Regions from separate parts of the Sus scrofa genome. Here all the other regions are linked to region 1. Evidence: chromatin contacts called from public HiChIP or PLAC-seq data. All regions are on one chromosome and are shown on one strand. The core of a region is the stretch at or near the end of the contact, and the rest is flanking DNA. Distances in the headings are between cores, read along the strand shown. Region 1 has its middle 60 kb from the start of MTDH. Region 2 overlaps SDC2 (syndecan 2). Region 3 has its middle 12 kb from the start of CPQ. Region 4 overlaps CPQ (carboxypeptidase Q). Region 5 overlaps CPQ (carboxypeptidase Q). Region 6 overlaps CPQ (carboxypeptidase Q). Region 7 holds the start of SDC2 (syndecan 2).

What was found. HiChIP or PLAC-seq counts read pairs in DNA pulled down with a chosen protein or histone mark.
Region 2: a contact with region 1 is called in an H3K27ac HiChIP or PLAC-seq map of alveolar macrophages. The contact joins two enhancer-like sites. A contact is called at or near these places in 1 of 47 Hi-C or Micro-C datasets (embryonic fibroblasts) and 1 of 2 datasets of contacts at active chromatin or transcription factors (alveolar macrophages).
Region 3: a contact with region 1 is called in an H3K27ac HiChIP or PLAC-seq map of alveolar macrophages. The contact joins two enhancer-like sites. A contact is called at or near these places in 1 of 47 Hi-C or Micro-C datasets (embryonic fibroblasts) and 1 of 2 datasets of contacts at active chromatin or transcription factors (alveolar macrophages).
Region 4: an H3K27ac HiChIP or PLAC-seq map of alveolar macrophages shows a contact between it and region 1. The contact joins two enhancer-like sites. A contact is called at or near these places in 1 of 47 Hi-C or Micro-C datasets (embryonic fibroblasts) and 1 of 2 datasets of contacts at active chromatin or transcription factors (alveolar macrophages).
Region 5: a contact with region 1 is called in an H3K27ac HiChIP or PLAC-seq map of alveolar macrophages. The contact joins two enhancer-like sites. A contact is called at or near these places in 4 of 47 Hi-C or Micro-C datasets (embryonic fibroblasts, fibroblasts and mesenchymal stem cells) and 1 of 2 datasets of contacts at active chromatin or transcription factors (alveolar macrophages).
Region 6: a contact with region 1 is called in an H3K27ac HiChIP or PLAC-seq map of alveolar macrophages. The contact joins two enhancer-like sites. A contact is called at or near these places in 1 of 47 Hi-C or Micro-C datasets (liver) and 1 of 2 datasets of contacts at active chromatin or transcription factors (alveolar macrophages).
Region 7: an H3K27ac HiChIP or PLAC-seq map of alveolar macrophages shows a contact between it and region 1. The contact joins the promoter of SDC2 here to the enhancer-like site in region 1. A contact is called at or near these places in 2 of 5 promoter capture datasets (fetal skeletal muscle and liver), 10 of 47 Hi-C or Micro-C datasets (brain, embryonic fibroblasts, fetal heart ventricle and 6 more) and 2 of 2 datasets of contacts at active chromatin or transcription factors (alveolar macrophages and skeletal muscle).

The regions. Positions count from the first base shown.
Region 1 is chr4:39,171,875-39,175,230 of Sscrofa11.1, forward strand. No RefSeq gene overlaps it. Among named protein-coding and RNA genes, the nearest start is that of MTDH, 60 kb to the left of the region's middle. Within about 2 kb of position 1,412, at least 2 of the 83 cell types and tissues checked have an H3K27ac peak or open chromatin away from gene starts, as enhancers often do. A contact at or near this core is called in alveolar macrophages, where this site is marked.
Region 2 is chr4:40,008,069-40,011,484 of Sscrofa11.1, forward strand. SDC2 (syndecan 2) reads right to left here. Exons shown (of 5, transcript NM_001315754.1): 3 at 3,172-3,308. Among named protein-coding and RNA genes, the nearest start is that of SDC2, 120 kb to the right of the region's middle. Within about 2 kb of position 1,278, at least 2 of the 83 cell types and tissues checked have an H3K27ac peak or open chromatin away from gene starts, as enhancers often do. A contact at or near this core is called in alveolar macrophages, where this site is marked.
Region 3 is chr4:39,865,812-39,869,471 of Sscrofa11.1, forward strand. No RefSeq gene overlaps it. Among named protein-coding and RNA genes, the nearest start is that of CPQ, 12 kb to the left of the region's middle. Within about 2 kb of position 2,085, at least 2 of the 83 cell types and tissues checked have an H3K27ac peak or open chromatin away from gene starts, as enhancers often do. A contact at or near this core is called in alveolar macrophages, where this site is marked.
Region 4 is chr4:39,728,829-39,732,392 of Sscrofa11.1, forward strand. The region is part of intron 3 of CPQ (carboxypeptidase Q); the gene reads right to left. Among named protein-coding and RNA genes, the nearest start is that of CPQ, 130 kb to the right of the region's middle. Within about 2 kb of position 2,308, at least 3 of the 83 cell types and tissues checked have an H3K27ac peak or open chromatin away from gene starts, as enhancers often do. A contact at or near this core is called in alveolar macrophages, where this site is marked.
Region 5 is chr4:39,805,892-39,809,564 of Sscrofa11.1, forward strand. It overlaps CPQ (carboxypeptidase Q), which reads right to left. Exons shown (of 8, transcript NM_001243691.1): 2 at 3,010-3,217. Among named protein-coding and RNA genes, the nearest start is that of CPQ, 48 kb to the right of the region's middle. Within about 2 kb of position 1,465, at least 10 of the 83 cell types and tissues checked have an H3K27ac peak or open chromatin away from gene starts, as enhancers often do. A contact at or near this core is called in alveolar macrophages, where this site is marked.
Region 6 is chr4:39,770,994-39,774,898 of Sscrofa11.1, forward strand. The region is part of intron 2 of CPQ (carboxypeptidase Q); the gene reads right to left. Among named protein-coding and RNA genes, the nearest start is that of CPQ, 83 kb to the right of the region's middle. Within about 2 kb of position 2,143, at least 4 of the 83 cell types and tissues checked have an H3K27ac peak or open chromatin away from gene starts, as enhancers often do. A contact at or near this core is called in alveolar macrophages, where this site is marked.
Region 7 is chr4:40,127,289-40,131,139 of Sscrofa11.1, forward strand. It overlaps SDC2 (syndecan 2), which reads right to left and starts at 2,195. Exons shown (of 5, transcript NM_001315754.1): 1 at 1,881-2,195. The coding sequence starts at 1,940.

The sequences.
Region 1 (3,356 bases), core at 162-2,661:
CTTTAGGCCACAAACTTAGGGGAAATCAAAAATCGCTTTTGTTCACAAAGTGGACAACAACAGCCAAAAATGTCAGCCTGTTGTCCAAGGGTCAAGACGTTGCCAAGGCGGGACCACGTCTAATTCATGTGTTTGTTCTCATCACCTGGCACTAGCATTTGGCACATAATGCAGGTTCAGCAAATGCTTTCGAGTGAATAAATGGGAGTAGAGAACCAAGGCAAGGAGGTGAGGATTCCTTTGAAGGTTGAGAAGTTGCAGTTGGTGGCAATGTGCTATCAAGCTCTGGTTTAAAGTAAACACATCCTACCCCCCCACACCCCACCCCCGCTGCTTTTTGGCCGCCCCAGGCGAGGGATCAGACCTGACCCCCTGCTTTTTGGCTTCCCCAGGCCAGGGATCAGACTTGAGCTGCAGCTTCAAACTGCGCCTGCAGCTGTGGCAATGCCAGATCCTTTCACCTACTGTGTTAGGCCGGGGATCGAACCTGCGTCCTTGGCAATGTCTGGAGGAGTTTTCGGTTGTCACCACTTGCCAGGAGGGTTTCTGGCATCTAATAAGAGGTGAGGGACGCTGCTCCACACACTGCAAAGCACAGGACAGCCCTGTGACCAAGAACCAGCCAGCCCTGAACGTCAGTGGTGCTGAGGTTGAGAAATGGTGGTTTAAAGCTTAAATCACCCATTTAAGCTTAAAGCAGAAAAAGCCTGAATCAAACTTCTTGAGTTAGGAGAGCATCTGATCCCCTTTGGTATCAGAGCTTCTTTTTTTTTCTTTTTTTTGTCTTTTTGGCTTTTCTAGGGCCGCTTCCTGTGGCATATGGAGGTTCCCAGGCTAGGGGTCGAATCGGAGCTGTAGCCGCCGGCCTACACCACAGCCATAGCAACGCAGGATCTGAGCTGCATCTGCAACCTACACCACAGCTCATGGCAACGCCAGATCCTTAGCCCACTGAGCAAGGCCAGGGATTGAACCTGCAACCTCATGGTTCCTAGTTGGATTCGGTAACCACTGCGCCATGATGGGAACTCCTATCAGAGCTTCTCCTCGTCACTTTGTGCAAACCCCCTAACCCCCTGCAGACACTGGGCTCCCTTACACCCTACAAACTGAATACCCTCCTTCCTGCCAACTGAGCAAATCCCTCTGACTTGGGGACAGGGTGTTTCAAAGTTCCAGCCCGAAGAGTGGTTGTATTGGCACAAGAAGAAAAGTGAACCAACAGACTTTTCTCCCCTATACGTAAAGTAATTCAAGACTCAGCAAAATAATGAAACATATGGCTTTGCCATCAGAATGATGAGTTCATATTTCTTGTCTTTTCATCACTTTGTTTTAGGAAGACAGGGTAAGAAAAACCTGGGCTCTCGTTAGCTAACTTTTGAATCACCAGCAGAGGGCAGGCATTGCTTACCTAAAGGAAAACACAGTTCCCTCGGCGGTCAAGTACGCCCACGTAGGCAATGCCAGGACCTGCAGGAACCCACAGATTGATAAACTACCTCTCCTGGTCATTTTCTCCCTCCACGTCATAAGTGACGTGATTGAAGTTGTCTTGTGCTGCTATAATTCTATATCAGGGAAGATTTGATTTCTCCTCTTTTATGGAGACAACTATGTTGAGGTGATTTGAAAATCTTTCTTGGAGTTCTCGTCGTGGTTCAGTGGTTAATGAATCTGACTAGGAACCATGAGGTTGCGGGTTCGATCCCTGGCCTTGCTCAGTGGGTTAAGGATCCGGTGTTGCTGTGAGCTGTGGTGTAGGTTGCAGACTGGGCTTGGATCCCGAGTTGCTGTGGCTGTGATGTAGGCTGATAGCTACAGCTTCGATTAGACCCCTAGGCTGGAACCTCCATATGCTGCGGGAGCAGCCCAAGAAATGGCAAAGAGACAAAAAAAAAAAAAAAAAAATTCCACATTGAAAATAATGTATAAGCATCGAAGACAAGTAGAAAAAAATATAAAAACACAATGGAAATATTCACCTCCCAGAGATGATCACTGTTCATTTGATTTTTGGTGCTTTTTCTTGGTATCTCCTTTCCATTAATCCTTCTGAAATGTATCTGGAGCAGTGACATAGGAGGGTCTTTGACATACTGAGAAATGTATGAACCTGGAGTTCCTGTCGTGGCTCAGAGGAAATGAATCTAACTAGTATCCATGAGGACGCAGGTTCAGTCCCTGGCCTTGCTCAGTGGATTAGGGATCCAGCATTTCATTGCTGTGAGCTGTGGTGTAGGTCTCAGATCTGGCCCATGGTGCAGGTTGTGGCTACAGCTCTGATTCAGTCCCTAGCCTGGGAACATCCACGTGCTACGTGTGTGGCCCTAAAAAGACCAAAAAAAAAAAAAAAAAAAGAGAGAGAAAGAGAGAGAGAGAGAGAGAGAGAGAGAGAGAGAGAGAGAGAGAGAAATGTATGAACATGCTGTGTTTTCTTGTCTCTGTGTCTTTGCTCACCCCGCTCAATTGGAGACTCTTTTTCTAGTTTCTGAAAATCCACATCCAAGATTGTCTTCGAGGTCAAGCTCAAATATCTTGCTTGATTCTCCCCAGCAGGAATTGATTTATTTTCTCTGTATTTTGGGGGTCACTGTGTTTACGACTCTCATGGCCATTACCATGATCTTATTATGATTTGTATGTACAGGAGAATCTTCCTCCTACGTAGGTCTAAATCTTTTGAATGTGAGAATCTCACTTCATCTTTCTGCTTTCCATAGTGTGACACAGGGTGATCCCATGGTAAATATAAATCTTTGTATAAAGAAGGAAGGAAGGAAAGAAAGAAGAAGCAAAGAGGGAAGGCCATTTCTAATGCCATCTGGTAGAATTTTCTCAGAGCAGAAGACTTGGAGTTTGGGCATTTTGGGGAGTTGAACTGTGTCCTCCAAAATGACACATTGTCTTTTTTTAGGGCTGCACCCATGGCACATGGAGGTTCCCAGGCTTAGGGGCTGAATTGGAGCTGCAGCTGCTGGCCTACACCACAGCCACAACGCCAGATCAGAGCTGGGTCTGCCATAGCTCATGGTAACGTCGGATCCTTAACCTACTGAGTGAGGCCAGGGATTGGACCTGCATCCTCATGGGTACTAGTTGGGTTCCTTATCGCTGAGCCATGGCAGAAACTCCTAAAATGACACATTGAAATTCTAATGCCCTGGTACCTGCGAATGTGACCTTATTTGGAAATAGGGTCTTTGCAGGGGTGATCAAGTTAAGATGAGTTCACACTGGATTCAAGTGGGCCCTAGACTCAAAGGATATTTGGAAAAGGATATTTGGTCACAGAGACCCAGAGTGGGGGGAGGGGGGTGACCCTGTGATGACCCCGTGATGACTGGCAGAACCTG
Region 2 (3,416 bases), core at 28-2,527, 840 kb after region 1:
GGGCGAAGGAGGTGAAGTAGCCACTGTTGTATTAGTGACCGAGCTGAACTCATTCATATCATCTTTGTCTCATCATTAAGACAGAGGACCTGATGTCTCCTCAGGTCTTTTGAGTCCCTAAAATCATTTGGGAGAGTTGACATTTCCATTCTCTCCAACTCAGCTTCTGATAAGGAGCCTGCATTTCAGGGGGGTCTGCAGGTGTGAAGACAGGAGGTCCCCCCTAAAACTGGGGCCACCACATACTCACAGGAATGGTCCATCAGTGCACCAGCTTCCAAGTGCTCTGGATGGACATTATTATTTTTTTGGCCACACCCACAGCATATAGAAGTCCCCGGGCCAGGGATGGAATCTGAGCCATAGGTGCAACCTACACCACACAGCGGGAACTCCAGAACATTCATCCTTTAAATGGAAAACTTTTATTGTATGAAAGCAGGGGTTTGACTAATAAGAATTTTTTTCTAGAGTATAGAATGAATCTGAAATACCTTAATGTATGTGTGCAAAGTGAAATAATGGAAAGGCAGCACAGATGACTAAATGATGTCAATTAAAGATCCATCATATCCATATCTGATTGTGTGGATGCCATGGAAATGTAACGGAAGTAAAAGATTATGAGCGATGCTCTGCTTGAACAAACAACTGTGTTCTTTTTATTTTGTCACATAAATTTACAATAAACTAGACAGACTATCTATAACAGTGACATTAACGCCACCATGAGACCCACTGAAAAGCAAAGTCTACATTAATGGTATTCTACAGGCAATGTTTAACTTTGCTGTGCCATGCAACAACAAAATAGAACATTTAGTCGCTATTATTAATCTTATTCACTATCAATATTATTATAAGTACCTAGAATAGTGTTTGACACAATGAGTAGCACTCAATAAATTTCCCATGAATGCACAAATTTTTATTATTACTATACTGAACACAGATGATAACAGGAATGTGTTAAAATGTTTTGGGGTCCTCGATTTCTGAGCTCATCTGCCAACCATCTATCTTCTTTATTTCAATCTGACCCAATTTCTTCCTTAAAGCCCATTCTTAAACACTTAAATCGATTTTCAATCCATTGTTGTTAACTGACCAGAGAGCTCGACATCAAACCAGGTTTTGCTTGAGATAAACTCTACCACAAAAAGCTCAAGCTGAGTTTCTTGTCTCGAAAAGAGCGAGTCCTGCAGGTGGCTGCTATCAAGAGCTTAGTCATTGACAAGTGGTCAAATAAACATGTGGTAAAGCCAGATGCCTCTTTCAGCAGCCACACCCGATGATGTGCCACACACACACTGTGAGGTGTTGAGCCACCTTATCCTCAGCCATAACTGTTAAGTTTTCCTTTCTCCTCTTCTCCTTTCTTCCTTTCATTCATTTCACTGATTCATTTTTGGAGCTGGGACGATGCACGGAGCTGGCACATGCCAGCTGTGTCTGCCTCCGTGCTCAGAGCTTCTTCTCCTTCCTTTCCTGTAGCCTGGCCCCGTGAAGTAAATCTACCACTAACTGGAAGTGACCCGTCTCCCTCCAACAGACAATACTCCAATCTGGAAAGGGTTGACCTGGCTACTTGGCATCTGCAGAAACCCATCCAGCCATGTCAGTCACCACCCTGTGCACATGCACCAAGGGCGCAGGGTGGGAGAAAGAACAGATGCACTCTGGGAAGAGCAGGAGACTCAATGAGCAGGAAGGAAGCCTGCCTGGGTTCCTACCTGCGGAGGGGGGCTTCTTACCCCAGAGAAGGCCTGGCCCTACCTTCACGACACAGCCTTCCACAGCCTGTAAAAGCATGGCAGCATCTCGTTTCTAACAACAAATGAGCTCCAAAGGGGACATTTGAGTTTCCAAGTTCGCATAAACTGCATGCTACTGGGGGACTACCTGCAAATCTCTGGTTGCACGCCCACTGGGTGAATGGCTCCGTCTCTCCTGCTCTAACCAAGTTCTAGTAATGCTTATTATAGAATGTTTCCTGGGTCTCAGATGCTGTGTTACATGCCCTCACATTGAATCTTCTCAAGGACCCATGAATAATGGCCTCAGAGAAGCCAAGACACTTGATCAGATCTAGAACTTGAAACCTAGGTCTTCTTCAGACTTTAATATGCATTTTCCAACTTAAACAGCTTACCTATCAGTGAGTGGTCAGCTAACTGCAAGAGCAGACTAATAAGGTCAAAATGACCGGCCTCATAATTTCCATCAGCTAATAGGAAATTTTGCTCTGCTCTAAGGCCAAAAACCTTATTTCTTAATATGTCAACTCTCACAAGAAATATTAAGATGGACCCACATTCATCATGATCACTGGAGGAGTCAAGGTTTGTTTACACAGCCCTGATGTGGGCCTGAAAAGACTCTGAGGAAACCAAAGACCAAAGACCAGTACCTGGGCCACCCTAGTCTATAACCCGTTTCAGCAGATCTGAGGTCCACAGTGGTTTTAACTCAGAACAGATTCTTTATGAATAAAAACAAATTAACTGAATCACCTTGCTGTACAGTAGAAAACCGACAGAACACTGTAAACCAGGTATAATGGAAAAAATAAAAATGATTATTATAAGAAAAAAATAAAAGATTAGAAAAATTAGATTATAAGAAAAAAGAATAAAAGATTAGAAACCAGATTAGAGCAACCAAAAAAAAATCTTGTTTATAAACAAACAAACAAACAAACAATGGTGTCTGCATACCCCCTATATGTTTGTCATAGGAGGTACATGAGGATAAACAGCACCTCGAGTGAACCCAAAGGTAATCCATAATTTTATGGACTCTGGGGGACTATGATGTGCCAATGTAGATGCATCGGCTGTAACAAAGGTACCCCTCTGGCACAGGATGTTGAGAGTGGGGGAGGCTGTGCATGCATGGGGGCAGGGGGTACATGGGAACTCTCTATTCCTACTCAATTTTGCTTTGAACCTAACACTGCTCTGAAAAACAAAGTCTTCTGAACAACAAAAAAGCAGTAGGTGGATAAATGTCAAAACGATCATAAAAAGCAAGGAAGAGCCATTTACAATATAATGAAAAGACCATTTGTCCTCACACAATTTTAAAGGGTGCCTCTTAAAAGGCACCTTCTGTACAATTTTTTTAAAAGGCACATTTACAACAATCTGACAGTGCAAAATGAAACCAAACCTTTGTCTGAGCAGGGATCTTGTTCTGCATCTTGTCCAGCGTCGTGGTTTCCACTCTCGGAGCGGCACTGGTGATCGGTATCTTTGGAAGGGGTCGAGATGTGGTCAGCTCTGGACTCTCTACGTCCTCATCGGCCCCTGGCAAAATGAGCAAAGATGAGCTCAACACATGGGTCAGGACACAGATGGCTGCAGGATCAGACAACACTGTCTAAGGTTGACAAGGGAGAGCCATGCTCTTCCTAA
Region 3 (3,660 bases), core at 835-3,334, 690 kb after region 1:
TAAAATAAAGGGTTTCATTTCAGCTCTATCATTCTATTATGGATTTTGTGAAATATTTAATATCAATCATACTTTTCTTCACACTCCATATTAACACTTGAATAAATCACCTTATACTTTTTGTCGCCTCCCACCAGCCAATTTAAATTGAACTCACAAAGGTCATTAAGGATGTCTTCATTCCTAAGACCAAGGAAACACTTAAATTACTACCATACTTAGCATCTGAAACATTTAACATTGTGGATATCCTCACCTATTCCAAACATTCTTCTTCCTATATTTCTGTTCTTTGTCCCAATCTTTTCTGTAGGGTCCCTTTTCCCATTTCTCCTTTGAAGTTTATTATTTCCTAGGGCTTCCTCCTTGACCTTCTGCTTCCACTACATGTTCTAACTGGCAAGGTTGTTCACTCCAAGGCTTCATTTACCATCTAGAGCATGAGCTCATCTACATGTTAAGTTCTCTTAGTTTGTTTTCCTATAGACACCTCTAACTCATTAAACCCAAACTCTTCTTAGGACTCTTCCTCTGGAATCCACTCTTCTCCCGGAATTCCCACATCAATGGATGACATTTCCATCACCCCATCATCTGGACTATTCAGGATATCTCACTCTCTTTTAAACCCTCCAGCACTTAATCAGTAAGTGCTATCATATTTAACTCCTAAAAAGCCCTGATTTCTGGCCATACTCCATTCACCTGAACTACCACAGCAACCTTCTCCTGATTTCCCTGTCCTGGCCTTCTCTTCTTTCAGACATTCTCTTTGCCATAGTGATTATCTTTCTTTAAAATATCTACATTCAAAATGTTGTCTCTCCCACTAAACTATGGAATTAATGTGGGCAAGGCCTGCATAGAGTCCATCTTGGAACCTCTAGGATCTAGCTTTGATCCAGCACCTAGTAGATACTCTAGATAGGATATAATGAGTGGTACCTGATTGGTTTTGGAAGACTTAGAGCTGGCAGGCATTTGAGTGGGGAGAGGCGTCAAAGACAGAACACTCCAAATGGAGGAGAACCCTTCTTTTTTAAATTCAAAAGAAAGTGCTGAATATATTTCATGTGCTTAGTAAATATGTCCTGTCTTGAGCTAAACCTTTCTGTATCAGTAGATAATTCCCAGATATAACAACATTTCCTCTGATAAGCATTTATTCCTCCTTGGTACCTAATTTACTGTTTCTCAGAGTAAGTGTTCAGACTGTATTTGTTGATATACATTTTCTGTTATCTGTTTTTGACACGATATGGGGGCAGGAGGACAAGAGAGAAAGAAAGGAAGAGACCAGACATCTTGAACCTCTGCTTCCACTGCACCTTCAATTCTACTTACTATTTTAAACAAACAAACATAGAGTTTGAAATATTTAGACAATCCCACCTAGTAAAAACTAATTAAATCTGAATAAAGTCTGTAGATTGGCAATTTCCTGATTTTGATATACTGCGGCTACATATACGTTACCATGGGGAGAAGGTGGCAAAGGACACAATAGGATCTCTCTATATTATTTTTGTGACATTCTCCAAGTCTATATTTACTTCAAAATAGAAAGTTAAAAAGAAAAAAGAAAGGGTCCTACTTATATGGCTCTTTTTTAAAAAGTTCATTATACTTCTTGAAAAAAAAACACACAGGAATGAACCAGAATTGGCCCTACCTATGAGAATCAGACTCCAAGATAGGGTGAGGTGGATCAGGCCCACCTCTCTCACCATCTTGCACTAGGATTCACCTGTATCCAATAATTTCACCATTATTTCCCCAAGAGTCATGGTAAGGAGGCTTCATTAAACGTCTCTGACATTTAATGTGTCATCCTACCTAGATAAGGTATGAACATTGTGGAAACAAAGCAGGAAAATGAAGGAAGAGAGGCAAATCCTGACAGCAGTGCAAAGAACCCAGGGCATGATATTCCCCTTTCTTCTGGAAGTTAGTAGAGCAACAGCAGATTAGTGACATAATGAGAGCAGGGTGGGGGTGACAACCTGCTGAAAGAGGTCTACCAGTAGACCCTTCTCCTACCACTGGCCACCCTGGACACTCATTACCCCACTCTACAGACGTCAAGTGACCTTATCTCCCTTATCCTTCCTCATCCCACCGGCATGAGCCACAGGACTGACTCATTGTATGTCTGTGACATTTTATTATTTACCAATGAGCAACTTAAATTTTAAGAAAATTAATTGAGCTCACTTTACTAATTTTTTTTTTTTGCCTTTTCTAGGGCCCCTCATCACCTGCTTCCCTAAGCACAGAAAACATTCAGCAATTTTTTTTTTTTTTTTTTGCTTTTTGGGGCTACACTCGTAACATATGGAGGTTCCCAGGCTAGGGGTCAAATTGGAGCTGGAGCCACTGGCCTACACCAGAGACACAGCAATGAGGGATCTCAGCCGCATCTGCAACCTACACCACAGCTCATGGCAACGCCGGATCCTTAACCCACTGAGCAAGGCCAGGGATTGAACCTGCAACCTCATGGTTCCTAGTCGGATTCATTAACCACTGAGCCACGACAGGAACTCCTCACTTTACTAATTCTTTATCCAGATTTCTTTATCCCTTTCAAGTTTCTTGAGCATATAAAACAACAAAGCCCAAACTCCAATTGTTCAAAAGTAGGCATCTTTGAGAGTTCCCACTGTAGCACAATAGGTTAAGGATCCAGCATTGTCTCTACAGCAGCTCGGTTCACTACTGAGGCACAGGTTTGATTCCCGGCCCAGCACAGTGGGTTTAGGATCCGGCATTGCTGCAGCTGTGTAGATTGTACCTACAGCTCAGATTCAATCCCTGTCTAGAAATGTCCATATGCCACAAGTGTAGCCAAAAAACAAGTAGGAATCTTTGTCATACAATGTAATGTAACTTGGCTTTTGACCTACATCATGATGGAATGGAAAGGAATAAATATGAAGCTCTTTCACATGCTGTGTAAGTGAAGCAATACGATTAAAATTCCAATAAGTGAAATCAACCATGAACTCTAGGAAAAACTTTGTATTCTTGGCTTGCAAAATCTGTACTGTAACTCAAAGAGGATATGAGGCAGCTCTTGGTCCCTTTGTTGGCTGTGGATGTTGGGCGGACCATGAGGGTAGATGCCTCTTACCAACAGGGTTCCATGATCTGTGACTCCGCCACATGTGTACAGACTTGCAGTCACATCGAGCACGTACAGTCAACAAAAACATAGATAAATCATATGAACTGAATGCAGTTCATACACTTTGGGTCCAAATACAAAGTAGGTAATCAATGACATAAGCAATTCTGAGGTCCTATGATCTGAAAAAAAGGGACAAAGGGACATGGGATTCTAGTCTCGTAAAGTCCTAGTTTGCTAGAACTTGGACCCCCAACCTAAGGGTAGTAATAGGAAGTGCTTTACTTCTGTCTGTTAAAACAGTGACATATTTGCCTTCAATCTGGTGATATTAAAAGGCTCTTACAAGGCACACAGCAGCCTCTTTCAGAGGCAAGGAAGAGAATATGGACCTTCCTTGAATCAAAGTCTTCCAGAGACTCAGCTGCAGAAAACCATAAAGCTGGAGATATATAGATTTAATTACTATTTGCCAATATAGGGTTACAGTAAGCTGGCTGTTCTAATGTGTTTCTATTGCTAAACAGCATGTT
Region 4 (3,564 bases), core at 1,058-3,557, 560 kb after region 1:
GCTCATAGGACTAGCTTCTCACCAGTTTCCTCATTGGGTTAATGGGTCCAAGCTCTGTACGATGTCATCACTGGTGAAGCCAGGCAAGTGATACACCCAAGCTTTCCTCACTATTTTTACAACTTCTTTTGAGTCAAAAATTATTTCAAAATAAAAAGTTCTTTTTTAATGATGCAATTGGTAGTAGACCTCTTCTGGCTTTGTCTGTGGTCCTTTGCTAAAAGAGAAACACCTGCTTGGGGAGGATGACGGCGAGTGGGCAGGGGCACAGCGGAAGAGGGCATCATGAGGTCACTCGCACCACACACGCGATGCCTTCATCAGATCCTCTTCCAAAGTGAAGGAGCGAAAATGGAATGAGACCCAAATCACACTCGGCGGAGAGCGGGTGAGAAGGAGGAACGGACCACCCACAGGTGCGTTGCCAGGTAATAACCCCCATGGGTGCTCTAGGTATCTGCGAGATAACAAGGGATAGGACATTTGAGAGGTCTTTGTGCCTGGGAAAGAGACATCAGGAGAAAAAACACACGAGAAAGGCACAAGTAATGACTTGGCAAGGATGATACGACTGACTTGTATCCTGAATCAACCAAACCCGACAGGTTTAGATGCTCTGCATTCGGCTAAGGTGTGCCGAAGCACGGTGGTGGGGTATCTCTGATGTAGAAAGAAATGGGAGTCAGGAAATCTGGAGTCACATTCCATATGTGCCCTATCACGCATTTGTTGTGCCTCCCTGAACAAATTGCTCATAGATTCAGCTTCCTCATTGAAGGTCAGGAAATCAGCACTAAATTGCTGAGATCCTTATCCCTCTGTCTCTGCCTAAGACTATTCTAAGAGGTAGGACACCCTCTGTTGATTTAATTTAAAAAAAAAAAAAAAACCCAAAAACCTATTCATGGATGGCAACAAGTTTCCTATGAATTTTCCAATGCAAATTAGCTCCTTAATAAATGGGAGTAGAATAACAAGGCTATTTTAGTGCCAAGAAGGATGAGCCTGGAAGTCACAGGGCTCTCATCCCCCACCCTCTCAGACTCATTCTCAGCCATGGACGGGCCTCACAGGTACCATGATTTCCTGGGGATAAAGCTGTCCGAGAGAAAGGAGTTCCAAGGCCAAATGTCAGAGCTCCCAGAGGCTTGCTTACCCCCAGGGAAATGCACATAACCCCCTCCTTGGGTCTCCTGAGTCCTGCACGTGCCCAAATCACAGAAGAGGGCTGAGTCACGAGGGAATTCCAGGCTTGGAGGAGGCATCTTGTGAAGTCTTTAGGAAGAAGGTAGGATGTATGTCTCTAATACCACTATTCCGCCTTTTCACACATTGAAAGCCAATAAAGTATTTGTATTTTGGGCATTTTTTAAAAAGCCTGTGGTTAATTCAGTCAAGGCTTATCCCTGGATTATGTGATAGGGTTTTGAATGTGTTAATGGTGCATCAATCACATATACACTTTTCCAGAGCCGAAATTCACCACATGTTGTCCATGGATCTTGGGCCAAATCAGAAGGATTCTTTACGGGTTAATTACTTTCCTTTCATCAGGTGCTGGGCATGTAGGAGAAGTAAGGGGTTGGGCTGGGTGTCAGCACCAAAGACTCTCAGCCACTGCCTGAGTGTTACCCACTTTTGAGTCACCTAGGATGCTCAGCTGCAGGCAGAATAATGGGAATTTCAATGCACCCGCTTCCTTCTTAGAGATAATTTCCACTGCACCTACTTTGTTCCACATTATTTAGCACTGGGTCTTTGGCATAATAAGGAAAAGGATGTGTCAGTGATAAGTTAGTCAACCGAAACTATCAAGACCAACGTTGATGTCACTGTTAGCATCACTGATAGTTAAAAGTAAAGCTGAATGGTTTTAGGAAATTTTGTCAGAGTTAGAGGAGCTGAACTCCCCGCACTAGTCAAAGAAGAATGAGTCTCAATTGACACTGAATCTCCATCATGCATTTCCCTTCCTGCTTCCTTCATTTTAATGTCTGCTCATTTATGAATAGTTCCATATAATTTAAGCACAACGGCTTCTAACTTAACCCTCCCAACCCCACTCCCTCTTGCTCACCTCGGATCAGTCACCCCAAATTTACCTTTATCTTATAGGGAACAAAAGAGGGGACCCGACAGCATGGAAACATCAATTCGAGATCAGTGTTTTAAATGATAACTGAGCTGCAGTACAAAAATGCAGAAGTGGAAAGAAAACAGAAGAAAAGAAAGTAGGGAGGGAAATAGCAAGGGCCTGAATCAGGGCATTAATGACAGTAAAGACAAGGCAGGAACAGATTTTTGTTCCTTTTTTTCCTTTTTTGGCCATCCCACAGAATATGGAGTTCCTGGACCAGGGATCAGATTCAAGACACAGTTGCGACAGATGCTGCAGCTGCAGCAATGCTGAATCCTTTAACCCACTGTGCCACACTGGGGATTGAACCCTCATCCTGGATGGCACTGCAGAGACGCCAATGATCCCACTGCACCAGAGTGGGGACTCCCCAATTTTTTTTTCACTCTTTTTTTAGGGCCACACCTGCAGCAATATGGAGGTTCCCATGCTAGGGGTAGAATCAGAGCTTAGCTGCCAGCCTACATCACACCCACAGCAATGTGGGATCCGAGCCGCATCTGTGACCTACACCAGATCCTTAACCCACTGAACGAGGCCAGGGATCAAACCCACAACCTCATGGTTCCTAGTCAGATTCATTTTCACTGCGCCACGAAGGGAACTCCCCAATTTTTTTAATATGCTGAAAGTAGACTGAAAAGGATATAGTTCCTGAATGTAGGACAGTGATAAAGAGGAGCCAATGAAAAATAACTTGATGTTTTATAACTATACTGATAGGTAAATGTGGTTCCTTTAACAGAGACAAGAAACTGAGGTGAAGCATCAGGTATGAGGGAGCTGATGGACTCAAGTTTAGTCACATAGAGTGGCATTCAGGGGTGACATTCAGTGTGTCCACGGACAACTCATGTTCTCAGTGAGCAGCAAAACTCCTGGATTTAAAGTGAACGGAGATTAAGAAAGTCTTGCAGTCATTTTCTCCTTTTGTTTCTTCACTAAATAAAATATGTATGGACAAGCCACTACATGCCAAGTGCTGGGATAGGCATTAGGGAAAAAAGGAAAAGGAAGAAAGTAAAAGAGGGGGAGTTCCTGTCGTGGCACAGTGATTAACGAATCCGACTAGGAACCATAAGGTTGCTGATTCGATCCCTGGCCTTGCTCAGGGGGTTAAGGATGCGGCGTTGCCATGAGCTATGGTGTAGGTCTCAGACTCGGCTCGGATCCTGCATTGCTGTGGCTCTGGCATAGGCTGGTGGCTACAGCTCCAATTAGACCCCTAGCCTGGGAACTTCCATATGCCATGGGAACAGCTCAAGAAATGGCAAAAAGACAAAAATAAATAAATAAATAAATAAAAATAAAAGAAAAAAAGAAAAAGTGAAAGAGGGTCTGCTCAGGGCACCTGCAAGCTCTGGTGGGGTGACACCATAACAATGGCACATAGCAGTGCGCTGAGGGAGGGTATCCAGGAGGGGCTT
Region 5 (3,673 bases), core at 215-2,714, 630 kb after region 1:
TCAGGGAAGGCTCCCCAGAAGAAGAAACACTTCAGATAAACTGAAGGATAGTGTGAAATAGTGAAGAAGGGGATCGAAAAGTTGCGGAGGAAGAAGCATTTGCAAAGTCATGGAACTTTGAGGAAATGGGGTGCACTAGGAAAGTCTTAGTGACCCCTGACTAGAAGAACGTGGAGTGATGTTGGGAAATGGAGTTGCTCAATGTGTATTTGCTGAAATGACTTATACAGAGCAGAAGCTGGGAGATGTAATAACCATTAAAAATGATGGATAAGGGGCAAGAAAAAAGTAATCAAGGATCATCTAACTCAGAGTGCAGAACAGATGGCATTCTCTTCACTGAGAAAATGCAGGGGAGAGGTGAAAGAATGAGCTCAATTAGGAAGGAAGGAAGGAAGGAAGGAAGGAAGAAAGAAAGAAAGAAAGAAAGAGAAAGAAAGAAAGAAAGAAAGAAAGAAAGAAAGAAAGAGAAAGAAAGAAAGAAAGAAAGAAGAAAGTAGTCAATAGTAAGAAATGCTTCAGAGAGTTAAAGATGATGGCCTGAAAAATGTCCATTATATTTGACAGCTAGGCAGCTATTTGTGACCTTAACAATTTCCATTTAGTACTGGGAAGAGCCAGGTTAAAATGGTCTGCAGAGGAGTTCCTGCCATGGCGCAGCGGAAATGAATCCGACTAGGAACCATGTGGTTGTGGGTTCGATCCCTGGCCTCGCTCAGTGGGTTAAGGATCTGGCATTGCCATGAGCTGTGGTGTAGGTTGAAGATGCAGCTCAGATTCAGCATTGCTGTGGCTCTGGAGTAGCCCGGCGGCTACAGCTCTGATTGAACCCCTATCCTGGGAACCTCCATATGCCTCCAGTTTGGCCCGAAAAAGACAAAAAGAAAAAAGAACACAATGAACTTCTTTGCAGAACAGATACTGACTCACAGACTTTGTTTCCAAAGGAGACAGGTTGGGGGGTGGGGGGATGTGCTGGGGGTTAGGGATAGATATGCTATAAAATTGGGTTATGATGATCATTGTACAACTATAAATGTAATAAATTCAGGGAGTAATATATAAACAAAAAAAAAGAGTCCACTGAAACATGTCTGGCTATAAAATCAATGAAAAAATTAGAACCAGTCCGGATCTAGAAATATTAAGAAAAACGGCGTTTGAATACACATTATATGTTGCCAACCCCAAATCTTAGAGGCTGGATAAAATTCTTCTGGTGCTCCTAGGTTACAGCCTCGGTTTCCAGATGTCCTCATTACACCAGGAAAAAAAAAAAAAATGCCAATGAACCCTGGCAGATTGCTGTGCATTAAGTCATCTGGGAATTTATTAGTCTTATGAGTAGTAGTTCTTAAATAAATGTTTCTGGCAATCACCTAGTTTCACAAAGCAACAGACTGGCTCCATAATTTAGGCCTCATGACCAGTGAAATCATGGTGAATGACCACAAGTTGCTGAGTATGTTATTCTAAGGGGTAACTGAGGGATTCTGGGAAGTAAGCTAGCTATTTCAGGACTTCCCTCCTGGGATGATTAACCATCCAAAAGAATATGGTCAAATTGCTATTTTACTAGTCACCAAACCTTTAAAGACTCTACAAAGAGCATTATTTTTAGCCCTATGACATCACTGTAACTAGGTTTTCTCTCACAGAACTTTTTAACAAGTGGCTTTAACAAGCCCCATCTTCCTCCCCAGGAAGATAACTTATCCCCGTGAAAGAAAAACTTCCTTTCCTTTTCTCTGCCCTTTTGGAAAGCTTTCTACCTGGGTTTCCTAGTCGCTGATGTCTCCTCAGTTATTTTCTTTTCAAAGGTGTAGGGTGATAATTAATTAAGGTCAGGCAACTGTGTCTCCAGCTCCGAAGAGCACATGTGCAAAATAACAAGACATTCCTTTACACAAAAATCTAAAGATCTAGGTTTGAGATCCAAATAAATGCTATTTGCAGTTATTTATGCATGTTTTTCTAATCTTACAGAGACCAGGCTATAACACTAAAATGGCACTTCTTTCATCGATGTTTATCCTTGATAGGTGATGTAGCTACTAAACTCGGCCCAATGTCTTCAGGTCAATTTTTAGACTGTTTACCCACTGCAATGCCAAATTTCCTCTTAAGACTGAAAGTCGATAAAGTGCTTTGCAATGACCCCAATCAGAACTACAAAGAAAAAGACAAAACTTACGACGTGACCCTCAGAAAATACCACCAAACGTTTACATAGACCTTTATAGATAAAATCATTTGGTAAATGAGTGTTCATCATCACTGATTAATAGAGGAGAAGAGTGAGGCCCAAAGAGTTTTAAGAACATTCCTAAGGGGGTAAGGGATTAACAGGTACAAACTACTATGTATAAACTAAATAAGGAACAATAATACATTGTTCAGCAGAGGGAATTATCGCCATTATCTCATAATAACTTGGGGAGTATAATCTGCAAAAATACTGAATCATCACGCTGTACACCTGAAACTACACTTCAATTAAAAAAATAAGAACACTCTCAAGGCCTAATAGTTCTTCAGAAGCAGAACCAGGTCTATATCCAAGGTGCTCTGCTTTCCCAACTCTTTCCACTACACGATAGATGGCCCCCATCAGGTTACCCACTTTATTTTTATTTCACTTCTCTAGTGAAAATGGAAAAAAAAAAAAAAGCCTGGCTTCCTCTGAGGTCATTCGGAATCTTTGATGAAATGCAGACATGAATTCAGTTCTCCCTCCAGTGCAAATACATAAAATATATTGGTTATAGAAGGAATGTTATGGCATCATCGTGGATGTGGAAAACTTTTTAAAGGAATGCGCAAGTGATGCTTGGAATCCTGAAAGGGGCAATGAAGACATGACAAACAAATGACCAAATATGGGATAGGGGAAAATTCCATGAACCGTCAGTATTTTCATTTGACTGGTTTGTTTTCATTTCCTAGGAGCTTCTCTTTCATAGAAAACCTGGGGTTTTGAAAGCATTTCAAAGAAACATAACGACCAACCTGTAGATGGAGAAGGAAGCCACTGATCGAATGAGGGATGCCAAAGCCCCCACCTTGGCAGCCTCCACAGCCCCCTGGACGCGGTACTGCACTGTTCTCGAGTAGTTGCTGTAAGGTTGATTATAAACGACAATCTTCCCTCTTGCTTCTGGGGCCCTTCTCTGCAGTTCATCGAAAGAGGTCACCACCAGAACTTCTGCTGTAATCCCTGGAAATAAAAATCATTCAAGATGAACGTATGGTTTCCGATCAGCCAGGCTGCACTGACCCACAAAAAGGTCACACATGTTCTGTCCACTACATCTGGCAAACTGGCTTGCAAAGATCAAAGTTTCAGAGCCATCTGCCCCATGGACAAAAGACTGTGGGGGTTGGCCAGTTTCTCAAGAACGAGAAAAAGCGTGCAAATTAATATAACATATAATTCACAAGGTTTTTCAGCCCACTTGTCCAGCTGGTATTAAATCACAAATGGCTTGAAAAGATGTCCTTTTTTCCTTCTTTTCCACCCTAAGAAGCCATGAGTCTCACAGAATGACACTAATTATTTACTTTTTAAAAAATGTGTTTTAGAAAGCTCCCCTTGGGATTAATGAAACACATATTTATCTTTTCACAGAACTATTTTGCTGTGTTGCTAAACAACCTTCATTGACATCATACA
Region 6 (3,905 bases), core at 893-3,392, 600 kb after region 1:
AAAGCAGAAAACAATTCTACAGGCTGGAATGAAAATCCTCCCAGAAATATTCAACAAAATAGCATTTTATTCATTAACACATATAATCAGGACATTCATGACTGTGAGAAACCCCGGACTTCCTGTTCCCTTCCCACACTTCCTGCCATATACAAAAGGAAGAAACATCACCAAACCACTCTCTATTCTCCTTCCTTTATTCTCAACCATCGATATGCATCTTCTCCTACCTAATTTCCCTATCTCTTCTGCCTTCCTATCCTTCTATGGACAGACACCTCGCCCAAAGTCAGCCTTCAGGTTTTTGCACCTTTTTTACATTCTTCTACCTTGGAAATTTTATCCCCTCCCATATATTCAATTACCAAAGGTATTTAGAGGCCTCCTTTCCACTTCAGGTTTCTATCTCTAACTGTGACCACACTTTCAGGCTCCTAACTTGGTTTCCAATCATCTAACTGGACCCCACAGCATCATCTGTCCCCTGCTCCAAAAACACTTCCTTCAATGAATTTATTCCTATAACTGTCATCAGCTTGAAATCCTAGAAAAGAAACTCCTTTTCATTTTCCCTCCATCTCTGAATTGGCTATGATTGGGTTCTACCACAAGGAACAGAATCTCAAAATCTCAGTGGCTTCTAGCTTAATCCTCTCAGGTGGAATTTAAACTGGGGCTGATACTGTGCTCCATGAAGTCTTACAGGACTCAGGCTCCTTCTAGTTCACCCGTCCACTATTCCTAGGATCCAAATGAGCAGCTAGACCTACAAAGATGGCAGATTATATAAGTAGCAGAATAGAAGAAGTGATGGAAGAAAAGGATGTGTGCCAGCTATCTTTTAGGCATGCTACTATATGACACTTCTGGTCAGAACATAGTCACACAGCCACACATAGTTACACATAGTCACACCTAGACACAACAAAGGTTAGAAAAGATAACAGTCAGTTTAGATGGCCACGTTCACAGCTAAAAATTGAAAGGAGAAAGAACAGATACTCAGATGTGACTAGCAGTGTTTGATATCATTCTCCATAACTAACTGTTCTAAATGGTCACATTTTATCTCTACAATGAATCTGGCATCAGCACTGCTATCAGAATAAAGTTTCCAATTCTAAACTTTAATCATATCACTCCCTACTCAAAATTTTTCAACGGCTCTTCAATGTATATATATAAATTAAAATCCACATTCCTAAACTAGCTCCTTAAGACCAAACAAAATTTGATCACAGACTACTTTTCCAGTCTTATCTAATACCATTGCCCAAAACTGAGACAGCTTAACTACTCTCCATAATATTTGCTACCATTTAATGAGAGCCAAAGAATTTACATAGATTATGACCAATCTTCACCAAAGAATCAAACACAAAAAAACACTAAAACCAATATTACTGTCCCCCTTTTAAAGATGGAAAACCTGAAATTCACAAAAGCTAAGTAATTTGGGCATAGTCCCATATATATAAGTAAAAGGGATTTGAAAACATATCTGTGTGACCCCAAAGTACATTGCTTTTCTGTATCCTCCATCCCCACACCCCGCCCTACACTACATCAGCAGTCATCATACAAGCTTTTCTTCTGTCTTCTTAGAGGTGCCCCCACAGTACATGGAAGTTCCTAGGCTAGCAGTCGAATAGGAGCTATAGCTGCTGGCCTACAGCACAGCCAAAGCAAGGTGGGATCTGAGCCACGTCTATGACCTATCCTACAGCTCATGGCAACGCCGGATCCTTAACCCACACAGTGAGGCCAGCAATCGAACCTGCATCCTCATGGATACTAGTTGGATTCGTTACCACTGAGCCATGATGGGAACTCCCCAGGCGCTTCTCCTTTATGACCTTGTTCTGCTCTTTGCTATAATGTTCGTATCCTCCATCCCTGTTGAAATCTATCACTTACTGACATTTTAAACCATCTTCCATGATGGGTTAAAATACTCTCTCCTTCATGAAAACCTCTCTGAACTTTTTGCACCTTTCTCCCTCTACTCAATTACCTGACAACCAGAAGTACTTTTACCCTGAATTCCCACAATATTTTGTTGGTGTTTCCCTTGAGGTCTCAATCATATCCTACTCATATCATGCTTGGCTATATCCCAGCCTGGCCTTGCTCAAGGGTCCTTAGTCTCAGAGGGCTGGACCAGCGTGTTTGTCATGTACATCCCTAGTGTGGGTAGCACTGGGTACAAAGCTTTCTGGGTAATCATCTGCTTTCTGTAAAGTAAATCAATCTGAATTTAAGTATATCAAGTTTTCTTAAGAATAAGAACACCTGTTTAAAGATGTCTCTCCATACACTTTTGAGCAACTCTACAGCAACTCTGATGCCAGAATCAGCAAAGGGAAGTGAGACTGTGAAGAATGTATCACGCCCCAGTGATATCCTCGTCATATCCTTACGTCTTCAGGATCACGATGTACTGATTGGGAAATAGAAGATATTGTAAGATTAGTGACCTAAACAACCTTCCTCAAGCCCTGTGGCTTTTCCTCCTTCTGTTCAAATTTTGTCCTCTCAGCTCTGTCCCTATTCCATTAACTTCTTGCCTCTTTCACTGTTCTTCCCAATTTTCTGCTGTTAGTCATAAGATTCTAAATTACTGGTAAAAAGCAGTGCACTTTCTTAGACAACTGGCTGTACAAATTTGATTCTAAATGGAATAATTTTTGTTTGGTTTCCATTTTCTATATTCTCAAAGGCTCGTGGTGGCTTAGAATTCAATCTAGACAATTTCTATACATAGCACCAACAAAAGTATCACAGCCTTATTCATTGGTCTATCACTAATGCAAACCCCAATGTCTAATGCCTAGGAGGAATTTAATAACTGCTTAATGAAGAATGAATAAATGAATGAACCCAGAAAAGAGACTGCTTTATTTCTGATCCTTTCCTCACTATATTTCAAAGAATTAAAATGACATTACTAAATCAAAATTCACACATTTTAAATTCAAAATAAACCAGCGTTTATTACAAGGAAACTCACATTGAAAATCCATTTACCACTTTTGAAAACAAGCACCACAGCTTCTTATTCCAGTACAATAGAGAGTCTATGAATGCTGCCTAAAGCTAAGCTACTGCAATGGAAAAAAGGAATAAGGAATTTTCCTTTAGAATTTTAGGTTAACTGTCCAGAGCCCTGAGACTTATCCTTACCTCCTGCCTATTCAGCCAAGAGCCTAATTCTACCCTGGAGTGAAAAGAGACCCAAGATAACTATCCCAGCAGATCTTCCCTATGAAGTGGAGGAGCTCCTACAGGCTGAACACATTTGCACACCCCATGTTTACTGGCTTCAACACTTCCCACGGCTCAGCATCAATAAATGCCTAGAAAAAGCTACCTTCCCACTCCCTGTGCCCTGGCAAGAAAAGGAACTACTCTTGGGCCAAGGAGCTTGAGGGAATCTGAAAAGGTACTCAAGATGCCCTGAGCGAACCATCCAAAGGATTGATTTTATCACAAGCCCATGGAAAAAAATCACTGATATGAATTAAGAGCAGGTTCTACAGCCTTGAAGCAGTGGCCAGTATCTTCTCACTGTGATAACAGCTAAGCTTTTCAGCTAGGAAATTGCCGTTATTGGAAATATGCTATTCTTGGTGACTTTTTTTCTACTGATGGTCTCCTCTATGCTGACTTCTCTCCCCTGGTGTCTTAGAGAATGTGTTAAGATATTGAAATCCACTGCAAGATTGTCTAACACACTGTAAAAGTACTGAAGGTGCCCTCAGGAGAGCATCAGCTTCAGAGTGGCAGGGGCAACACAGCAGGTAAGCCTCCAGTGTGTCCTATGTCTCTGAAAGAGTTAGTAGGCCTCCGCCATATTCCTAGTAGAAGTATTTGGTACTAGATCAAATGCAGACCTAAAAAATATT
Region 7 (3,851 bases), core at 945-3,444, 960 kb after region 1:
CAGATTGACGCAAACACCCAAAGAGACGTTCTTCTTTTAGAATCCCCAAACAGTAACAATTCCTGAACAGGACTCAGCAAAAAGGGACCTCCTTAACCCTGTCCTGCTTTTTAGGCAGGCTTCTCCTGAATATCTTTAGTTGGAATTCTCCCTTTGCCCTCTTTTGCAACAAGATGAGCAATAATGTTTTTCTGAAATAAACAGGGATTCTTTTTTCCCTTTTGGGGTGGAAAGAGCACAAAGTTCATAACTGGCTGGGAAAGGACCAATCCTAACAGATAAAACGATCATTTGCCACAGAGAAATGCTGATAAGGCTCAGAGTTTTATTTCACAGCCGGAGCACCCACATTTCCATCTACTCTATTCCGTTTACAATCCTACCTGCTCTCCAATCTCAGAGTAACATTTGAGGACCCCATAGCATACACAGAGGCTCCCACACCGATGAAAAAATGCCCATCTGCTGCTCAGGGCCAAAGAGGTTTCCCGATTCCAAATCGGGTGGGGGGGAATAACAGGCGAGGGGGGGAAACTCATGAAACCACCTTAAAGATGACATTAATTGTCTTCGAAAAGGCAGTTCAGATTACTAGAAATGGACAAGTTATTTGGTGGCACAAGGAGGAGATATGAGGAACCAGAAGGGACAGAAACAGCTGCACTCCCTAACCGAGGTCCCAGACCGCAATGAGGCTGCAGACGTGATCCGGGTGCTGGGATTCCACCCAGCCGGACAAAGCTCAGAGCGCCCAGGTAGGGGCCGTCACGCACAAATCAAAACCCAGGAGGCAGTTCCCTTTAGAGGGCGCTCATTGGGTGTCGGAGGGAAACAAGCTCCAACCCCCGAAACGCGACCCAAAGGGGGAGAAAGCAAGTTCCCACCGCCGAGGCCAGGGAGGGAAGCTAGATGCCCGCTTTCGGGCCCGTGGGAGAAGAGACTCCTCCAAGCCTCGGTGCACCCCAGCCGGGGCCCGCGAGGACGAGCGTGGCGGGCTGGAAGCCCCGGTTCTCCGAGCAGCCAGGCGACCCGAGGCCAAGCTCAGTGTCTCAGGCACCTCACCTCGCCCAGCTGCTGCACTTGAGCGCAACCCCTACCAAAATGCCCTCCTGTTCCTTAGGGCCCGCAAGCCGCCCCCCGACCCTCAAGGAGGTCGGGTCGTTGCAAGACTTGGAGTCCAGGGGTCCGCATCCTGGCATTTTGGGGCGCATCCCGCTCACCCCCCAAGGGACCGACGACTGTGCCTCCGCGGGTAGCTTATCCACGCAGTGTCTGCTCCCTTACCCCAGCCACCCGGAACATCAAACAAAAGAACTTTTGCAAACTTTCCTCTCCGGACACTCGCGGGTTTCTCAAAGCTGGGCCCCATCTCCCCAGAACGTGCATTCAATGGAGTAGGAAAGCTGGCGTGGGGGTGTGTGTGTGCTGACAAAGGGACCCCAAAGTTTCCAGGTCGTTCCTGGGTCTCCGGGAGCGCGCGGAGGGGACCAGTTCTCACGCTGCCCTTTCCCGACATCCTCTCTCCGGCCACCCTTCCCCATCGGTCCTTCCCGGCCATAAAGAAAGACCCTCCGAGGGCGAAGAAGTTGGGAGAGATTTCTGGGGCCTCTGCGGTTCGACAAAACTGCCGTACTCTCTTGCTGATCCCGGGGGACCTCCAGGCAACTCCAGGGAGCGGCGCTTTTCTGCGGGAAAGGGAGGAGGGAAGGGGCGGAGGAGCGAGCGCATTTGTCCCAGCAGATCCCCGGGGGCCGAGCTGACACAGCTGGGAGTGGGGGGCATCCCCCAGGTGGCGCTCCCCGACTCCCCGCGGGCTCTGCGCACCCCGCTCGGCCTCGACACCCTATGTGGCGCGCGCGTCCCCCTCCTGGCCCACTCACCGACTCCGCCGACACGCAGGCCACCAAGCCCAAGGTGAGCAGGATCCAAACGCGCCGCATATTCCCCGGGGATCGGCTGCTCCCAGCCGCCGCTTGCAACCAGAGAGAAGCGGAACCTCTTGCTCAGCGCCCGGCGCAGCCCGCGCCGAAGAATCCGGAGCGGAGCAGCCTCCGCGACCGCGGCTCCGGCTCGGGGGCTCGGGGGTTCGGGCTCGGGACTCCGGGGCGCTCGCTTCTTCTTCCTGCGCCTGCTCCCGCTGCCCGCGGCTGCGCTGGGGGAACGCGGCGCCTTCTCACTTGTTGGTTCCTACACTCCCGACGCCGAGTTGTTGCTCCGGGGAGGCAGCTCTCTGGAGCCTTTCTTGCTCTGCTGTAGTTTTACTCCTCCGCGGACTCCTTCCCCGTGTCGCGGCTCGGTTTCTGATTTTTGAGGAATAAATTAGATGGCTTGGAATGTAGCTGCAGCTGAAGTTTGGGGGCAGAGCGGTGGGGGCGCGAGATCCGCGCGGCTGGAGCTCTGGGAGTATCTGGAGAGAAGCGCGTCCGGCAGGGCTAGTGGCTCCGCGGCTGCGCCCCTCCTCCTCCCGCGCCGCCGCCTCCCTCCCAGGGTCCTCCTCCTCCACCTCCTCTTCTCCTCCCGCTCCCTCCCTCCCTCCCCAGCCAGCTTCTCTGGGCTTCTCCGGGCCACTCGGGAGAGGAGGCGGCTGTGTGACTCCCTGCTAAACCCGGGAGAAATTCCTACAGGATTACACCGCGATTGGCAGCTCGGGGGACCAGTGGCCGCCGGCAGCTCCGCGCTGTGGCTGCTCTGGGTCTGCTCGTCTGCAATCTGTGCTCCGGCGCTCCTTTATTTTCTGGCTTCCTTCTCCCCTTACCCCTTCGCCTTTTCCTCTCGCCTCCCCCTTGCTCCTTCTCTATTTTCTATTCTCTTTCACTTTTCTGGAGAAAGATCGGTGAAGCGACGAGACATATTTAGCTTTTCTGCCGGCTGGAATTCGACCAGTAGCAAGAAGCTGCTTTGAGAGTTGGAAAAAACACACACACACACCAAGTTTACAGATGCTTTCAAGCAGTGTAAAGTGTTCATAAATCGCTAGTTCATGAAAATTGTATTTTAAAAGCGAAAACAATAAACGTAATAAACGTGTGTTGAGCATTTCCCACCCACCCTAACGCCCCCCCCCCAAAAAAAAAATCTGGAGGAAAGCTCCCATAAACCCAAAACGCAACCCTTTAAAAGCTCATAATTTCATTAAGGGCTTAAATACCATTTCTGCCTCACACATGGTTTAAGCCCCGAAGGCATTTTATAGGCTCCATTTCAACATAGAGGTGTTAATGTTTGGAAGCTACAAATAGGGCAATTTGATGAGAAATTGGATAGAGACCCTGAACAATAACAGATTGAAGAGAACTTCAAAGAAAAGCAGGATAAAGTAATTTCTAGTTTGAAGAAAATGATGAGCATGTGTTTCCTGAATGGAAGTAATTGGTCCCAAGTATTTTGTGGTGAAGTCTTTTTTTTTTTTTTTTTTTTTTTTTCAGTTCTGTGTCTCTAGTGCACTACCGGACATGGCAAACTCCCTGCCAGTTTCTACCACTATTTTTCTCTCTAATTTCTGGAGTAAATGAATTGTAGAGCCAGTCTGGTCCTAGAATGCCCACTCCAGGAGACCAGCGACTTTTCTGTCTTGTTCACCACTGTATTCTCATTCCTGTTGCCTAAAGATATACAATACATATTTATTGGATAAACTTTGATCTAAAACTCTATACTGCATAAGAGTTGTGAGCCTTTAAGAAACCTAGATGTAGATATATAGACACCAGACCTTGATACTTTTTGAACTTAGAATAATATACAGTCATACTCTACGGAGGATATTGTGAGTATGTATATATGCATGTGTGACTGGGTCACCTTGCTGTACAGTAGAAAATTGACAGAACACTGTAAACCAGCTATAAAGG